Regions from separate parts of the Mus musculus genome. Here all the other regions are linked to region 2. A link is a contact called in public Hi-C and HiChIP or PLAC-seq data. All regions are on one chromosome and are shown on one strand. Each heading gives the region's core, a stretch centred on a gene start, on an enhancer-like site or on the middle of the called end of the contact. The rest is flanking DNA. Distances are from core to core; before and after follow the strand shown.

Region 1 (3,813 bases), core at 1,245-3,744, 170 kb after region 2:
GTTGAAGCAGAGAACGTGCTCTGAAACACAGCATAAGAAGCAGTGCTCTCTAAAGGAGTGTACAGACACCTCCAGACCCTAGGATAATCCACCAGCATTTAAAAGTGCCTTTTCTTTTAATTTTCAAGGAAGGCCAACTTTGTGTCTTATGCAATCAAGCCCACACAGAGACCAGCACTGATCCCTGTTGCAGGACATTTGTTCCTCTGGTGCTGCTGAGAACTTCCAATGGGGCACTGACCCTGACCAGCCCATCTGCCCTCTGCCCTCTCCAGAGGTGTCCTGTAAGAGAACGCCTGCCTGTGGCCACTGATAATTCAATGCCTAGCCAACCATGCAGCATCTCCACTCAGCATCCAGACCCTGCAGAGCGTGGGTCATGAGACCAACTGAGCATGTGCAGCCCAGCCCAGCCTTACCAGAAAGTATTGCATTCTTAGGTCTCTAAGCCAAGAAAAGGTCAGGCTTCAATGTACAATTTCTATCACTATCATATACTGTTAAGTTTAAATAGTATAAGTCAAAACATCCAGACTCAGGCTCTGACTGACATTTCTGAAATGTTCACCACTTGTGGGTTATGTTTGCAGTTCATAAGGTCATGATTCATGAGAAGAAGCAAGGCTTCTCTCTTAGCATCCTCTCTTCTTTCCGCCTTACTAGTGAGAGTCCATGCCCTGTCTCTCCTTTCTCACTCTATTTCCAAAAAACCTTACAGGATTCCTTTAAGCCAGTCACTACGCTCCTTCATAGAATCCTCCAGACCATCATTATTACCTCTGCGATATAACAAGAAACTAACAAAGTTAGCTGTGCTTTACTGTGGGCATTTTGCTATTTTTACACCATAACAAATGTAAATATATATTTAATGTATGTCAATAGACATACCACACACCAAGAGTGTGTTACTACGTGTTAAATATGCATGTACTTCATATGTGAATAAGAAACTGACCCACCACTGTGTATCCACTGTAGTAAAACAGATCCTCATTATATCTGTTGTTGGTGTTCCCCAAAGAGAGACTGCCAGCTGTGACAGTCCATAGCTCAGGGTCACTAAGCAGTCTGGATCTATTGCTGGTCTCCCCTAAAGAGGGCTGACAGCTGTTACCATCTATAGCTCAGGGTCACTAAGAACTTTGTCTGATGTCACTGACCACCATGGCACAGGTGCTCACGTACACATTACCAAAAGCAGCATGAGTTCTGTCCTGTGAACTGACCACACCCTCAGTGTCCGGTCTCGGCCTGTAGACAGCAGCCACCTCTTGTCATGGCTCCAGCAGATAGTGCTCACAGCTCCATCATGACCTGGGTATTCAGGAAAAAGGGAAACCAAGTAGAATGTCTGTCTGTATAAGAACAGGCCAGAGCTGCTGCTTCTCAAGGAATAAGGGAAGCAGTTTCTTGCTGCCAGGCTAAAAGACCAATCACATCATCAGATAACCTTGCATTAAAGGTGTTTTAAAAAGAAAATTCAGGTTTTTCTTCTTTCCTTGCCCCTGCTCCTGGAATGGTGAATCTGAAACTAATTATTTATTATGAAATCCTAGGCCATAAGCTTTGGCTTATTTCCTGACTAGCTCATAACATATTTAACCATTTAAACTATTCTGTCTACCATTTAGCTAGTTACCCCAACCCCTTTGGTCCCAGCCTGCTTCTTCCTTTGTGTCTCCTCAGCATCTCTCGGCATTTCCCTGAGTTCATTTACCTGCTGGTTTATATCTGTCTTACTATTTCCCAGGATCCTCTCTCTTCCTGCTGTGCTCTGCCTCCTATTTCTTGCCTCAGCTCACTGGCCATTAGCTCTTTTATTGACAGGTAGTGCTTATAAAAGATTCTCCGTACATAAAGGCCTACTGATGAGGGTTGGAGAGGAGGCCTCTCTAAGATCTCACATTTCTTAAAGTTCTGACTTCATGTGCCCAGATCAGAGGAAGTTCTAATACCACAGTATAACAAGCAGTGTTCTAAAAGATCGTACAGAGATCTCGGGACCCTGTGATGATCTATCAGTATAAATAAGCCTTTTCTTTTAGTTTCAAAGGGAGAAAACAGGAGAACTCACTAAGGATGCTTGGACATGCTCTGATCATCTGCTCTGGCCAATGGCTGCTTTGGATGCTGGCTTATACAGGTGCTAGCATACCGCCTGCTAGGGAGCCCACAGGCAGGTGGGACTGACCTTCAGCTATGCGGTCCCTACTCCTCAATCTCCTTCTGACAAGGAACGTGCTGTCTCCTAATCTCACCTTTGCCCTTACAGTCTCTATAAAGCAAACTTGAAACCACAGCTACCTGAGTTTCCGAGAGACCCAAGAGCCCAAGGATTCATGGAAGCAGACACTTGGAGACAGCATCATGGGCTCTCTCCTGGGCGAGCCAATGGAAACAGGTAGACAGGAGAACTGGAGGCTGCACAGTGTCAGGCAAACGGAGAACACCAGTGACCCGAGACACGCTGAACCATCACATTCCACCCCAAGGTGCCCTGTGGTACACTCTGCAGCGTAAGGAACCACAACTTTGACAAGAATCTAACAGGAACCTCCCACCCAGGCTGCTCTCTGCACGGGAACTTGCACACTGCAATTGAAAGGGCATTCAGTGAATCAGTATCACCAGAGCACACTGGCCAGAAAGCCACCAAAATAGAACTGGAAAGCCAGAAAGTACTGTAAGTAGAATGCCACTCTGAAATGGGACCTCAAAACAGCAAAAAGTTACCAAGCAGAAAAATTATGCCAAATGCCTTTGCTGCCCTCTTGTGTCAAGTTCTGGCATTTTCCACAAAAGAACAAAGGACCTCTCAAATGTGCAAAAAAACATTTACTCACTACTGTGGGAACACAACGTGGAGCACTGTGAAAATCTGTGTGGAAGCTGGTCAAACAGCTGGAAAAAGACTATCACATGATCCAGCTCTAGCACTGCATACCCAAAGGACTCTATATCCTACTGTAGAGACGGTTGCTCCTCCATGTTCACAATTGGCTCTAGTCACAACAGTCAGAATATGGAAACAGCCTGTGTGTCTATCAACTCATCTATGTACAATGAAGACATAGGATATTTATTTCCTACGCTATTCAGCCCTTAAGAAAAGCACAATTATGAAATCCCCAGGTAAACGGATATGGGTGGAAACAACCATCCTGAGAGTAGTAACCCAGACTCAGAAACACCAACTTTGCATGTTTTCTCAAATCCATAGGTGTTATCTTTGAGTCTTCCGATATGTGTGTTTCATCTGGAATTCCTATGGAATTCAGAAAATTAGTAAGGGACCCTGGGGTGGGGCTTTCAAGGGAGCAAAGAGCAAATGGAATGGTATAAAGAGCCGGGCAGTGGTGGCGCACGCCTTTAATCCCAGCACTTGGGAGGCAGAGGCAGGCAGATTTCTGAGTTCAAGACCAGCCTAGTCTACAGTGTGAATTCCAGGACAGCCAGGGCTATACAGAGAAACCCTGTCTCGAAAAACAAAACAAAAAGAGAGAGGGGGGATGGTATAAAGAGGTGACGGCCAGTAATGGGAAAGGGAAGGTTAAATGGGGTAGAGGCTGGGAACAAAGAGTAGAGGACGGAACATGAGGGGTGACTAACACTGAAGAACTTTTGAAAAAGTCACATGGAAGCCTACCACTGTAAAAGTAAGTATACTTAAAATGTATACTACATATATAAGAAGAATTTAAATGGAGTTACTCTATAATGGGGTGGCAAACCCCTCCTAGATACCATAGGCTAACAAATGAAAAGCCCAGAGTCCAGAATGATTACCACTTTTGGACTTACTGGCCACTG
Region 2 (3,983 bases), core at 657-3,156:
TCTAACTTAAAGTTGACAAAAATCAAGCCATCAAAGGAATTTGTCCCCAAGTCACAGGCCTAGTGCCAAGATAAGCCAATCCCTTTGCACAGTGGACTGCAGGGATGCACAACAGTTTGGCTGTATCTGTGATATCTCGTGTACTCCTCGGCTTCTCTCCAAGCCCAAGGAGATTTCTTTCCTTTCCTTTGTGCGGTGACAACCTGTCTTCCATTTTCTGTTTCCATTGTCACATTAACCAAACGCATTCTGCTTTGATCTCCCAAAGGAGTGACTCAGACTGTAGACGTAGGCTTTTCTGTGAAATTTCCAAAAAGATAAAAACCAACGTTTAAACTCAATCTGTTTCCTGTGTGGCACTCCAGAGGATGATTTCAGGAGACAGACATGCGTGTGGGAACAACCGACGGGCGCCTCTTCCTACAGGCTTCGAAGCTGCAAACAAGCTCTCAGCCTGATGCAAGAGTGTTATTGAAAAACCCAGAAAAACATTCCGTATCATTGCCTCCTGCTGAAGGGATGAGACCCAACTCAGATACAGGCTCTGACAGTTAGTGAATGGAGCCTCATCAAAGAAATCCCACTGAGAGCCCAGCGGAGATATTCACTGGGTTTTATAAACACACACATGCTCTTCAGATCCTTACCACACACAAAGAAATATTAAAAGTAGAACTGAAAAAGATTTTTGTGGCTTTTTATCCTAGGGAACTATTGCCTAGCAGCTTCCTAAAACTAAGCGACGTGACATAGGTTCTCAGTAGTGTAACTCGTAAGGCAAACAATAAGTCTGAGAAGGAGAAGACAGACACTGAGCACCAGCTGCCTTAAAGTCACAGCCTGGTCCCTGACCTAAGTCCAAATCCTCCAGAGGGAACATTGCTTTGTGACTGGCCTATTCATGTATGTCCATGTATGTGCGTGCATGTGTGTGTATGTGTGTGTGTGTGTGTGTGTAATGTTCAAATGAGTTTCTTTATGTGTGTGTGCTAACAGTGTATGTATGCACCTATCTGTATCTGTTACTGTATAAGTGTGGAGTATGTGTGTGTGTGCTCAAAGTGTGTATATGCAACTATCTATGTATCTGTGTCTGTGTGTGTAAATGTGCAGTGCACGTGTATGTGTGTGTGCTCAAAAGTGTTTATATGTGTGCATGTGCTAAAAGTGTATGTGTGTGCCTATCTATATATCTGTGATTGTGTAAGTGTGGGGTGTGTGTTTTTAAATGTGTTTCTGTGTATGTATGTGTGTATAGGCACTTATCTATGTATCTGTGACTGTGTGTGTGTCATGTGTTTGTGTGTGTGTGTGTGTAAGAAGTATATCCCTATAGTGTAAACTATTAAAGAATAAAGAGTTCTGACACTTGGAGAAACAGGCATGGCAGGATTTCTCTCCCCATGGTAGTGTAGGTTGTGTGGGTTTCTTTTTTCCATGTAGCAAAGTTCCCAAAGGAGGGATTGAATAATAGATGATGGTTTAAACTCTAGAATGAAACACGTATCAGAACCTAGTCCATGTTGGGTGGGTAGCCAAGTGGTCATGTTACGAAGAGGTGAATAAGGCTCATACTCTGCTTTTAAAAAGATCAGTAGAAAAGCAGAATTAGCAACTGGGTCATGACAGCTGCATTACGGCGTGTTAACTAAGAAGTTGGGCTCTGGGTATGTTTATCTCACCGTGAGATCAGGAAACACTAGTGAAACACTGCAGTCCCAGCATGTGCTGAACTGGGATAAAGTGGAGCTCACTACCTGATCTCTGTAGAGTGAGATAAAGCCCCATATGAGATATATTCATACAGTCGCCTATAAAAAACAGCTGGGTTATAACTGTTAAAGGAGGAATGACACCAAATAAAACTTAAGAGTTTGTATGAGCGAAGGGTGATTCATGATTTGACTCATAATCTCCTTCCAGATTTGTGCTAAGGCCAGAAGGAGGTTATGGCCTCTGATTCCCGGGCTTCTCAGGCCGGGTACAAAAGCACAGGAGAAAAAGAACTGATTGCCACCACTGGCAGTCTGCTCCACGCTGCCATGGCCTGCCACATGGCCAGGATCAGCTCATTGGCTAAATCATGATTCACAATTATTCAATTGTGAGATGCCTCTAAGTTCACATTTGACAGTGTCAGGGTTCACAGAACCAGCCGAGACTGGGGCATCCTGCTGACCTGTTTTTCCAATCCAGTCTCAGAAATTCCCTCTGAGTCTTGACCTACTGACCAAGAGGACAGTATAGGAGCCACTCAGTCACCAGCATGGCTGCTTTGTCTCTGTCTCTAAGTGAGACTCACAAGGCATACCAGGCCACAGAGAAAGCCTTGTGTTGTTCCTTCCGCTATCTAGCCTGCTGCCTGTTACGGTAACTACAAATCTGCATGGGAGAACGGGGACAGCGTACAGGGCAGCAGAGGTTACAGGAGGAACTCGGAAGATTCCTTCTAGATACCGGAGGCTTTGCTGCCATCCAGGCCTCAGCAGCCAAATGATAGAAACAACAGACAGTTAGATATTAGTCCCTGGGAGAAAACTATGGGCATCTGTGAGTACAGAGGATATGAGTCAAGGGTCCAAGGTGTGATCCCAGAGCCATCTTCCCGGCTACAGTTTGAAGGGCTCTGGCTGAGGAAGCCTGTCTTTGAAAGCTCCTTCAGTGCCTGTAGCCATGACAGATGCCACTCAGCTGTCCAGCCCCATTATGCAGGGCTTTAGGCGCTCCTCAATCTACAGATGCTGGCACCATAGAGAAGCAATAGAACCAGGAAATAGCATCACCAAGAACTCTGAAGTTCCCAAAGGGAGTATAGTATTTTCTTTATAACTGTCCTCATTTCTGCCAGAGATCATCACAGCAAGACCAAGTTAATTTAGGCTCATTAAACACAACTTGGATACTTACAGAAGTGCAGAACGGCCTCTGGCTCACCACATGGTGTATGTCTAGTTGGTTGCAACTTTCACAAGGACTCTCTGAGCCACTCAGTACTAGAAAGGTAAGCATGTTAACTACTTTGAGACATCCTGGGAGTCCTCTGAGATACCCAGAGTTAGATATTTCTCCCAGGGACTAATAGCAAAAGAACTCTGTTTACAATGTCATTGTGAGATGGTTTAAAACACTGTATTAAGTAAGGCTACAAGTCACTATGGAGCCCTGCTTGGTTTCCCAAAGGTACAAACACAAGACCTAAAACCAAATACAGAAAGTTAGAGAGTTGTAGAAAATCCTGTCAGTATTAAGAAAGATACTCATCTCCCTCAGGTGAGTAGAGGCAGGGAAAGCTGGTGGTTAACACAGGGGATGGTTTTGATGTTTTAGCTTCATTCAAAGCTTCATTTGCCCTAACCTGAGGTCAGGTAGACATGGTGACTAGATTCTTAGAAGAGTTGCCGGCATGCTTAGAGCAATGCACACACACATCATGCTTGGAGCAGTGCACACACATACACACATACGCACACAGAAGCAAATGCACTACAGCCATTCACACTTGCATTTTATACATAATTGTTTACACACACACACACACACACACACATACACACTCCAGTGCCTTCCTGCAGGCCCTGACCAGCACAACAGTCCATCCCTGATTACTAGTGAAGTCAAACAAAGAGGAAGAGGCCCTTCCTCCCTGCCTCTGATGATGATCTTCACAGAAAAGCAACAGCTTCCTCAAGACCATCCTTACTCCAGTAGCTGCTGTCTGTTTGTCCTTATTCCGGTAGCTGCTGTCTGTCTGTTTGGGAGAAATTGATACTTTGGGACAAAACACTTACTTTTATCTTAGTGTTATTTAGCATTTTCTCTATTTCCCAAGATCATCTCAAATGTACCTTTTTAAGTCGAAGGTCCAGTGGAATACTCCAGACATGAGTTCACTCTGACGGGAATCATCATGACATCCCATCCCACATGGCAGGTGTTCCTTTCTAGTTTCTGTTTCCAGCAATAGTTCAGGAATGAAGAATTCA
Region 3 (3,814 bases), core at 1,254-3,753, 150 kb after region 2:
ACTTCAAAATTATTCATTGATATTCATAAGCTAAATGAAGCTTTTCTCTGAAAGATTACAAAGTTTTTCATATCAATTACATTCACTGAAAAAGAATAATCAGAATACATTCTTTAGATATTTATGATTTGAAATGGATATTATTGAATATTGCTAGTCTTTAAGAGTCAATTAAAAATTCCCTGAACCTGCCACTTTCCTACAAAGGAACTCTTGAAATATTTCTCCATTTTCATTCTATAAAACTAGTCCTTTCCATTTACTTTTTCTTGGGGGGGGTGAATTTTGGCAGAGATTATGGAGGGAATTCCTTTCTATGGAAAACTATGCTGGATATGAGTCCCTCATTCAAGTGGGGTTCTTTACAATGGGACCTGCAGGAGTGGGTGAATACCATGATCAGAGGGTGAGTTGCATCCCTCTGGACTCTGGACACTTCTGATTTGTATCTTGTGAGAACAAAGCGGCTGGGGGACTGAGGCAGGAGGATTAACCTGAGCTATATAGCTAGGTCCTATTTTAAACAACCTCAAGGACGTCTCAGCATCCTCCAAACAGGAAGGTGCTGTGGGTTCTTCTCTTTAGATGTCTATGCTTCTTGAGGAGACTGAATCATTGTAGTTTTGGATACATCACAAACAGATGTGGTAAATGTTTAAATTGTTCAGTGAGGACAATTTACAAGTAAAAAGATATATACTTGCTTTACATTTATGTATTACTGAGTATCTGCTATATACCAGGTGAAAGAAATACAGAGTTGGGGCTGTATACAGAGATGGCTCAGCGGGTAAGAGCACCAACCGCTCTTCCGAAGGTCCTGAATTCAAATCCCAGCAACCACATGGTGGCTCACAACCATCTGTAATGAGATCTAATGCCCTCTTCTGGTGTGTCTGAAGACAGATACAGTGTAATTAGATATAATAATAAATCAAAAAAAAAAGAAAAGAAAGAAATACAGAGTTACTTTTTACTCTTTGGCCAATGCTCTTGTCCTTATTGAAAAAAAAAAAAAAGTCCATTCTTCTCACTTAAACCTCCAGTGATTCTTTTGTTAATCTTCAGGCACGGTTTTTGCATATGTTTTTTCATATAGAACATACAGATATACATAATAAAAGACTACAAATCCACTGATTTGAAGGTTGATTCTCAACCTTCCTAATGCTATGACCCTTTAATATGGTTCCTCATATTGTAGTGACCCCTTAACCACAAATTATTTTGTTACTACTTCATAACTGTAATTTTGCTAGTTATGAACTGTAACACAAATACCTGATATGCAAGATATCTTTCAGCCTACAGGTTTAGCATTGCTGCTCTAAATGCTGTCTGAAAAGCAGAACAATGACCATCACTCCATTCTAACGTGATAAAAGAACAACCAATGCGCTGGATCCCTTCCTTTCTGTGACAGTGGGATCCTGTGCTGCTTAACTGCCAAACACTCGTTTCTGTAAAAAGCCACAGCGCTAGGATATAAAACACCACATAGGAAGTCAACCAGGGACCGTCTCAGAAAAACACTTTTCTTTGCTTATGTTACTTGAATGCAAAGTGTCAATCACAAAGGGCTTGTAAGAAATGATGGTAACCTCAAACAAAAGTATAGTCAATGATGCATAAGTCTTCAAAGCTTCCTAGTAAAGTTTGCCATTGTTTTGAAACTAGTTTGGCTGTATTCCAGAGACACTAATGAATGGTGGATAAAGTGCCTTTACTTATGTTGTGTCTTTTCTAAGCTGTTCTTTTTTTTTTTTCTCCATGATTTCAGTGATCATTGATCTTAATTTGCATCTCCTCAAGAAGAAATGCACGTATCTTGCCATCCTGATGTTCTGTCCTGCTTGCTGACAGTAGTCTCTTTCTTCTCCCATGGGAGCCTGAGCATGTTTTGGAGACTATGTTAGGGGCTGGGTTAGAACCAGGAATGCTGGCACCTGCACTACCCTGCACCAGTACCTCATAAGCATCCCTCAGCTCAGACCCAGGTTCTTGCTTAGGTACCACCATCTTGGTGCCTCATGTGACCCTCAATATGGAACTTTATGAGGACACTTTATAGGAGACAAGTGACCATCAAGTGACCTTTCAGATAAAGCAATTTGAGGCACACAGTGGAGGAGGAGGGAGGGGCAGCATAGTTTCCAGCCAAGGAAACTATGAGAGGTCTCATGAGAGAGCTGGCCTCCTCTGTGGGCTTAGCCTCCAGCTATGTGGCAATGTGTTGCACAGTCCTGGGACACTCTAAGATCTCTGAGTTCCCAATCTGCAGGAGATATGGATCTGGCATAGAGGAAAGGTGGAGAGGAAGAGAGGCAACTACACAGGGAGAAGCATGCAGTTCTCTGAGACAGGGAATGCCTTGTTACACATGAGCTGCACTGAAGTGTAACACTTGATGCCATCACCTTGTCGCTCCTACACCACACATTACAGTCGTTCATGGAGCATGTACCCATGTCTGGGATGACTAATACATGGAGAAATGAGTGATACATGTGAGAGTGTATTGTGACTCAGTAAAAATGAGCCGTTCGCAATCACAGCTTACTATTATGGACTTCTAATGCTGGGTAACTGCCTTCAAATACTGTCAGACATGAAACAGATTTTTATCCCAGTACTCAATGGGGCTCAAGGTCTTTTTGATACCACCACCTAGAAACCCTACAGAGCAGGCACACATACATACATGTCTGTCCTCCGCACCACAAGCCATGAGCCTTCCACAAGGACTAAAAGCAACTCCACAAGGGTAAGAGCGGTTTGGATGCCCCTCAAAGCAGCGCACACACCTGCAAGGGGACAGAGAAACAGCTGGGCAGAAAGTGCTTGCTACAGCTTAAGACAAATTAAAAAATACCAACACATCTCCCTTTACAAAATCAACAAGCTACTATCTACAAAACCAAAGCTTTCTTGGATGTCTATGTATGTGCTGAGACTCAAACCCACAACTTTTTCCATCCTAGACACTCTACCACTGAACTACATCCTTGAAAAAAACTTCATATTGAGAATTATTAAATGGTATAGAGTTAAGGGATCTTTAAAATAATTTAAACTCTTTTTTTTTCAAAATTAATAAATTCCTACAGATGACAAAACTAAGGGTGAATTCACCTTTATGTAGGAGAAATGTTAAATAAGCATTTTCTGGATATTATAAATTTTTCAAACCGATTTTATAAAATCCCAAATGATATAGAGAAAGAGCCCACAGCTTTAGGGGAGGTGTAGGACTCTAATAAGAGGACTGAGTACCTCCAACTTAGCAAGTACCACATCCGGGTCTGGCATGGCTGTAGCTATAGTGTAATCGCCACCTCTCACATCTCTGACTCTCAGAAGCTGCATGTGGTGGCCCTCAGAGAACAGACTAGCACCCATGCTCCACCATCCCAAAGTGACTGCGTCAAATCTGTATAGGAGGCAGTCTTCTCCAGAGCTTAGAGACTAGTCACAGCCTTGTGTTCTCTGTAACAAGGGTCAGGTTGCATCCCCAGCTCAGCTCCAATTTCCCTCAGGGCAGTGCCGTGATGCAGGCTGGCCTTACCTCAAGTTCCTCAAGTCCCACAGTCGAATCCCATCACCAACAGCTGCCGTCAGGAAAAGATTATATGCCAGGGAATGCTGGGCTACAAAGGATGATCCCTGTAATCAGATAGGGAAAATCAAAAGGTAAGAGCTTTCTGAACATCTTACTTAATTTGGGAGGGGACGCACGCCACAGTGCATGTATAGTCATCCCTCTGATACCTGGCAGGAGTTGGTTCTCTTTCTCCACCATGCAGGGCCTTGGGAT

What was found. HiChIP or PLAC-seq counts read pairs in DNA pulled down with a chosen protein or histone mark. A called contact is a pair of places that touch in the nucleus more often than the background predicts.
Region 1: a Hi-C map of the C2C12 cell line shows a contact between it and region 2, with 4 times the contacts expected there. The contact joins two enhancer-like sites. A contact is called at or near these places in 1 of 39 promoter capture datasets (the 3T3-L1 cell line), 1 of 15 datasets of contacts at CTCF or cohesin (the NIH/3T3 cell line), 5 of 484 Hi-C or Micro-C datasets (the C2C12 cell line, adipose-derived mesenchymal stem cells, embryonic fibroblasts and 1 more) and 1 of 115 datasets of contacts at active chromatin or transcription factors (fibro-adipogenic progenitors).
Region 3: a contact with region 2 is called in a CTCF HiChIP or PLAC-seq map of the NIH/3T3 cell line, with 12 read pairs. The contact joins two enhancer-like sites. A contact is called at or near these places in 1 of 15 datasets of contacts at CTCF or cohesin (the NIH/3T3 cell line), 3 of 484 Hi-C or Micro-C datasets (3T3-L1-derived adipocytes, embryonic fibroblasts and embryonic stem cells) and 1 of 115 datasets of contacts at active chromatin or transcription factors (fibro-adipogenic progenitors).

What each region holds. Positions count from the first base shown.
Region 1 is chr17:14,902,242-14,906,054 of GRCm38.p6, forward strand. Wdr27 (WD repeat domain 27) reads right to left here. Exons shown (of 25, transcript NM_175173.3): 18 at 1,196-1,317. Among named protein-coding and RNA genes, the nearest start is that of Wdr27, 39 kb to the right of the region's middle. Within about 2 kb of position 2,495, at least 30 of the 459 cell types and tissues checked have an H3K27ac peak or open chromatin away from gene starts, as enhancers often do. A contact at or near this core is called in the C2C12 cell line, where this site is marked.
Region 2 is chr17:14,733,780-14,737,762 of GRCm38.p6, forward strand. No RefSeq gene overlaps it. Among named protein-coding and RNA genes, the nearest start is that of Thbs2, 42 kb to the left of the region's middle. Within about 2 kb of position 1,907, at least 42 of the 459 cell types and tissues checked have an H3K27ac peak or open chromatin away from gene starts, as enhancers often do. A contact at or near this core is called in the C2C12 cell line and the NIH/3T3 cell line, where this site is marked.
Region 3 is chr17:14,880,053-14,883,866 of GRCm38.p6, forward strand. It overlaps Wdr27 (WD repeat domain 27), which reads right to left. Exons shown (of 25, transcript NM_175173.3): 22 at 3,566-3,663. Among named protein-coding and RNA genes, the nearest start is that of Wdr27, 61 kb to the right of the region's middle. Within about 2 kb of position 2,504, at least 7 of the 459 cell types and tissues checked have an H3K27ac peak or open chromatin away from gene starts, as enhancers often do. A contact at or near this core is called in the NIH/3T3 cell line, where this site is marked.